Regions from separate parts of the Gossypium arboreum genome. Here region 1 is linked to region 2. Evidence: chromatin contacts called from public Hi-C data. All regions are on one chromosome and are shown on one strand. The core of a region is the stretch at or near the end of the contact, and the rest is flanking DNA. Distances in the headings are between cores, read along the strand shown. Region 1 overlaps LOC108486203 (1-phosphatidylinositol-3-phosphate 5-kinase FAB1A-like). Region 2 holds the start of LOC108483970 (AT-rich interactive domain-containing protein 4-like).

Region 1 (2,901 bases), core at 353-2,852, 97 kb after region 2:
CCCTGGTTTCCGACCCTATCTCATACACACAGGATTTGCATGCCAGAGTTTCTTTTACAGATGATGGCCCCCTTGGGAAGGTGAAGTATTCTGTAACTTGTTATTATGCAAAGCGTTTTGAGAGCTTGAGGAGGACTTGCTGCCCTTCAGAGCTGGATTTTGTACACTCTCTCAGTCGTTGTAAGAAGTGGGGTGCTCAAGGTGGGAAGAGCAATGTCTTCTTTGCAAAAACTTTAGATGATCGGTTTATAATCAAACAAGTTACAAAGACGGAACTAGAATCGTTCATCAAGTTTGGACCAGCTTATTTCGAGTATTTATCTGATTCAATCAGTACAAGAAGCCCAACTTGCCTGGCAAAGATTTTGGGTATATATCAGGTATTATTTATTAATATTACCTATGTAGTTATTTAGCTTAGATTGCTAACCTGTATGAAGAGTATTTGGAGTTCATGACTGAAGTTTTGGTTAATAATTCCAGGAAAAGAAATTGTTTTAGTAGCCCAATGCATTTGTTATCTATTGCTTTTCCTGTAACTATGCTTTCCAATTCTTTTTTTCAAAAGACTCTTAGGGATATTTGTTTGTGTGCATCTCCTTACTGATTTAAACATGAACTTCAACTTTGGTTTAGATTTGTGTCCAAACATGGTGTGTTAACACTTGATATTCTGATGTTATAAAGCCTGAGAATTGAACTGCTTAACTGCATTTCTCTGGGAAGATTTTTGATGTTCCTGTACTTTTACTGAATACAAGTTCTAAATATAAATATTAGGTTTTTCTTTTTTGAGATAAATTTACTATGATTTTTGGTTTAACTTTTTTTCTGGTGTCATTGTCTTGAAGGTTTCATCGAAGCACCTTAAAGGGGGGAAGGAGTCAAAAATGGACGTTTTGGTGATGGAAAATCTTCTCTTCAGGCGTAATATTGCAAGGCTTTATGACCTTAAAGGATCCTCTTGATCTAGGTATAACCCTGATACAAGTGGTAGCAACAAAGTCCTTTTGGACCAGAATTTGATCGAAGCAATGCCAACGTCTCCAATTTTTGTTGGAAGCAAGGCAAAACGTTTGTTGGAAAGAGCTGTCTGGAATGACACTTCCTTTCTTGCTGTAAGTTTCAATCTATCTTACTCATTTTGATCTTACTGTGCTACACTCACTATTTTGAAGATTTAAAGACTTTCCTTTTTATTTTCATAATCCGCTGTGAATGAAATAAGTTATAGTGGTGCGGCATAAATTTTGGTAGTTATCATGCTGACCTGAGAGAAACAATAGCAGGTAATATAGGATTCGGTTCTTCTTACTAGCATTATATTTTACTATACAATTGAGTGCTGATGTTTGCTCTGATTTTTCTGCTATGGCATGCATATGAGCTAATTGAACTGATCCAATGGTCAGAGTAATGTTTTCTGATAAATTAGTCAGAGCTGAATGCTTATATTTTTCTAATAATTACATATGCACTTTTGGCACAGTTAATCGATGTAATGGATTACTCATTACTGGTTGGTGTGGATGAGGAAAAACATGAGCTGGTTCTTGGAATAATCGATTTCATGAGACAATACACATGGGACAAGCACCTTGAAACTTGGGTGAAAACCACAGGCATACTTGGCGGGCCTAAAAACGAATCTCCTACTGTGATATCGCCCCAACAGTACAAGAAACGATTCAGAAAAGCTATGACAGCTTATTTTCTTATGGTGCCCGACCAGTGGCCATCTCCAACAGTTGTTCCTAGTGGATCACAGACAGATGTTTGTGAAGAAAATACACAAGGCGGTACTTGTGCGTGTTGAATGAAAATGTAAATCCTTTCGGACATGGGTATATTCATTTTTTAGTTCTTTTCATATAGTTGTATTCAAATATATATTAGACAACAAAGCTCTTGCAATATGTAGGTTCAATGCCCATTCATCTTTTCTTTTTTAAATTTTGTATTCCTTCCAATTGTAATTTGTAATTGCTGCCACAGTTGTATTATTATCTGTTAATTATTTCGTTGTAAGCAGAAACTTGTAGTGAGTTTTTTTCCTGCATACTTTTTTATGAATGCATTCTTTCTATCTACCTTTTTATCCTCCTTTTCAACTCCATTTTGTTTAAAATTATAGTATACGATGCAGCTTATTCTGAAGTATTACATATATTTTTTATATTAAGATTAAATGAATATATTATAAAAGTTTATAAAAATTTAAGAAATGATGACTAAAATTCTAAAAAAAGGAAGAAAAGAAATGGTAACTAGAATAATAATAAAATTGAGATGTTAACAAAACCTTTTAAAAATTTTTAAAATAATTATAAAAAAAAACTCATTTGATGGTCATTTGAATTTAAAAATCTACACGTACTAGATTAGCCTTTATCATTAGGCTTTCTTTCTCATTGCTTGCTTTTGAACTTAATATTTTAATCCTTATTATATTTTATGTAATATTTAGATTAGGTATATAATATTTTTATTAAAATTTATTTCAAATGTATAACATTTATAATGGTTATATTTTAATAATATTTAGAATATATGTTATATATTTAAATTATAATTTACAAATAATTATCATTAATTGCTTATAAATATTTACAATTTATTTTTCATACAAGTTATAATAACTTACATTTTATATTCTTACTAAATTATCATAATATTAACTAATTTAAACATCATTTAAATGCATATTTTACTTCTCAAATGTATTTTTTACGATACTTTTTCATAACAATTTCCAAAAACAATAAGAATTTTGTCCTAAATTAGTGTCACTCATGATAAATTTAGTTAAGAAATAAAAAAATTATTTATTTTTTTTTACAAAGTAACAATTATTATGAGTGTTTTTGTCTTTTTACATTTTTATATAAACTTTTTAGTAAC
Region 2 (2,700 bases), core at 38-2,537:
CTTTGAGCACTAAACATCATTCAAACATGCCAGACTCAGCAAGACCCAAACTTGCCACTAAGTGCAAGGCACCAATGGCCCCTTTAAGAAGTCCCAAAAACCTAAAACATTACTGTGAAATCAAATCAAAACCCTAAAAAGACAACTGCAAATCTTATTACTCGAAACCTCTGATTTTCCAAAATTCTATCACAGAGCAAAAAGGAACTTCACTTTGTATTTGAGACACTTGAAAATCCCTAAAAACCAAAGGTGGAGAGTTCAAAATCTGAAGAAATCCCACCGATCCAGATGAAATAAACAAGGAATCGAGAACCCGAATGAACAAAATTACCAAACCAGACGAAGATACCGAGAAAATTTCTCAGGAAGCAAATCCTTCCAAAACAAAAATCGGAAAGTAAAAAAAGAACCCTAAGTTTTAAGAAGAGTCAGACTTCCAAATAATAAAGAAATCTCAAATAAATAAATAAAAACCCGAAATGACACATCTTTATTCCTTCTTTCACTAACAATCCCCCACTAGCACCGCCTTTGACAAAAAAAAAATTAAAATCAAAAACAAAAAACCCAAAATCAAAATCAAAATCAAAATTCGATTAAAATCAAAGTTAATTAATTAAAAATCAAAAAAGCCCAGCCAGAGCCTCCCTTTTTTTCTCTTTGTTGTCAGTTTGTATTTTTAATAACTACAGTTTCCCAAGTCAAAAAGAGTCAATTTGATGAACCGTTTGATCAGGAAATCCACAAAAAAGGAAAAAGAAATGCCCATTTCTTAATTGACTTTTTAATAATTTGTTTCTTTCAAGTTACCGTGCTTCAAAAGATATCATAACTAATGCATTGTACTCATTCGCAAACTTTGAGGAGGTGAAAAGTTTCTGTATCTGCTTTTTTGTGTTCTTGAATACTATACTTCAAAGTCCAATACTACCGAAATGAAGGGTATTTCTATTTTCTTTTCTTTCTTTTTTTATTTGGGCAAAGATTTAGAATGGTTGGTTTGGTTCTGTTCTCATTGTCCAAGCCTCCAAGTTCATCACTATCATCTCCATGATCATGATCATGACGGTGATCATCATGGGTAAATTTGTGTTGGGAATGAATGATATGAAATCTTGAAATTTTGTACTTATTTTTTTTACTGAGAATTTAAAAGCCCCGAAAACAAAAATTCTTTTCAGGTAAATATGTTCTTCGTTGAGCACTCGAACTGCTCGCTTTGTACGAACTGGGACCCAGTTCCCTGGATTTGACTCCCCCACTTTCTTTTTCGCTATTCCTTTCATTTGGTTTTTTTCTCAATTTCATCTTTTTTATTCTATAAAAACTTAATAACTTATCTTTTTTTACAATTTCATCCTTCAAAATTAAAATGGCAATACTATTAAATTATTGATCTCAACATCAAATGTTAAGTAAAAAATTAGCAAAAACATAACCATACAATAATTTATCACCAACTTTCCGATCCAATTAAAAAATTATTAAAATTTTAAAAAATTTCAAAATTTTGGTTTAATCGATTTTTAACTGATTCAATCGATTTTTTATTCAATTTTTACTGATTTTCAGTCTAATCAATCCAAAACTACTTTTTAGATAGGTCTCTCAACCAATCGGTTCAGCTCGATTCAAACAACAATACAATTTATATGTAAAAAATTAACAAAAATTAACGGTAATAAGATTAACTCCTTGGTTTTCATGAGGTATATAAATTACAAGGACAAAACTTTGACAAATTAAAATATAAAGATTACTTTTTGGAGATGAAATTCATAATTAAAATCTTAATTTCTACAACAAACTACTTGCCTTCATAATTCTTGGATTATGTTTTACTTAGGATTAATTGTATCCTACAGTTTTAAATTATAGGTTAATTCTAATTTGCCTTTTAATTTTAAAATATTTTTGAAGTATTAGTATTTTATCAATTAAGTTTTTTGTTAATAAAGTCATTAATTTGGGCATTAAATGCTGGATCAAATTTAATGTGAAGGATATTTAAACACAACGATTCACAAGATTTGTGTACCTACTACATGAATAATTTGAATCTATTGCATAAAAGAAAAAACAACCTTCCTAAATTTTATTAATGTTGTCTGTTTTTTTAGCACTTTAGGTTCAAACTATCAACGCAATATATCTACGCATATATGATTTAATTCATATGTTTTAAATATGTTTATGTCAATTTCAAACTATCATTTACAGACTAAATTGATTATTAATGTTTTAAGGCTTCAATTACAATATTTTAAAATCTAAGGACTAATTTAAAATTTAAATGATAGTTTGGAGATGTTTAGCAAAACTAACCCTTTCTCTTATTAATTTTTTTCCATGAACAGAATTTCACTAATCACGGAAAGATTACATGTTAATGAATTATCTTTTAGTATTTCTATATGCGTCAATTTGAATATAACATATAAAAAATAATTAAAAGGTAAAATTTAAAATTAATTAATAATAACACATATAATATATATAGTATTAAATTGGAAAAATAAAATGAATAGTGTTGTCATCAATATTAAGTTGGTATTGAGCTGACTTATAACACTGAAATAATAATAGCAGTCATTTAATAAAATGGTATATTAGTCATTTCTTAATTGAGTCGATATTTCGTTAACCTATGACATCATCTTAGTCAGTCAGGGGTTTCATTAATAGTATAGATACCCA

The links. A called contact is a pair of places that touch in the nucleus more often than the background predicts.
Region 1: a Hi-C map of leaf shows a contact between it and region 2, with 3 times the contacts expected there. The contact joins the enhancer-like site here to the promoter of LOC108483970 in region 2. A contact is called at or near these places in 2 of 5 Hi-C or Micro-C datasets (both in leaf).

Annotation. Positions count from the first base shown.
Region 1 is chr6:116,593,524-116,596,424 of ASM2569848v2, forward strand. It overlaps LOC108486203 (1-phosphatidylinositol-3-phosphate 5-kinase FAB1A-like), which reads left to right. Exons shown (of 12, transcript XM_053029589.1): 10 at 1-380; 11 at 852-1,118; 12 at 1,490-2,035. The coding sequence ends at 1,816. Among protein-coding and RNA genes, the nearest start is that of LOC108485477, 5.4 kb to the right of the region's middle. Within about 2 kb of position 1,603, at least 1 of the 2 cell types and tissues checked has an H3K27ac peak or open chromatin away from gene starts, as enhancers often do. A contact at or near this core is called in leaf, where this site is marked.
Region 2 is chr6:116,496,410-116,499,109 of ASM2569848v2, forward strand. LOC108483970 (AT-rich interactive domain-containing protein 4-like) reads right to left here and starts at 1,288. Exons shown (of 15, transcript XM_017787544.2): 1 at 1-1,288. The coding sequence starts at 20.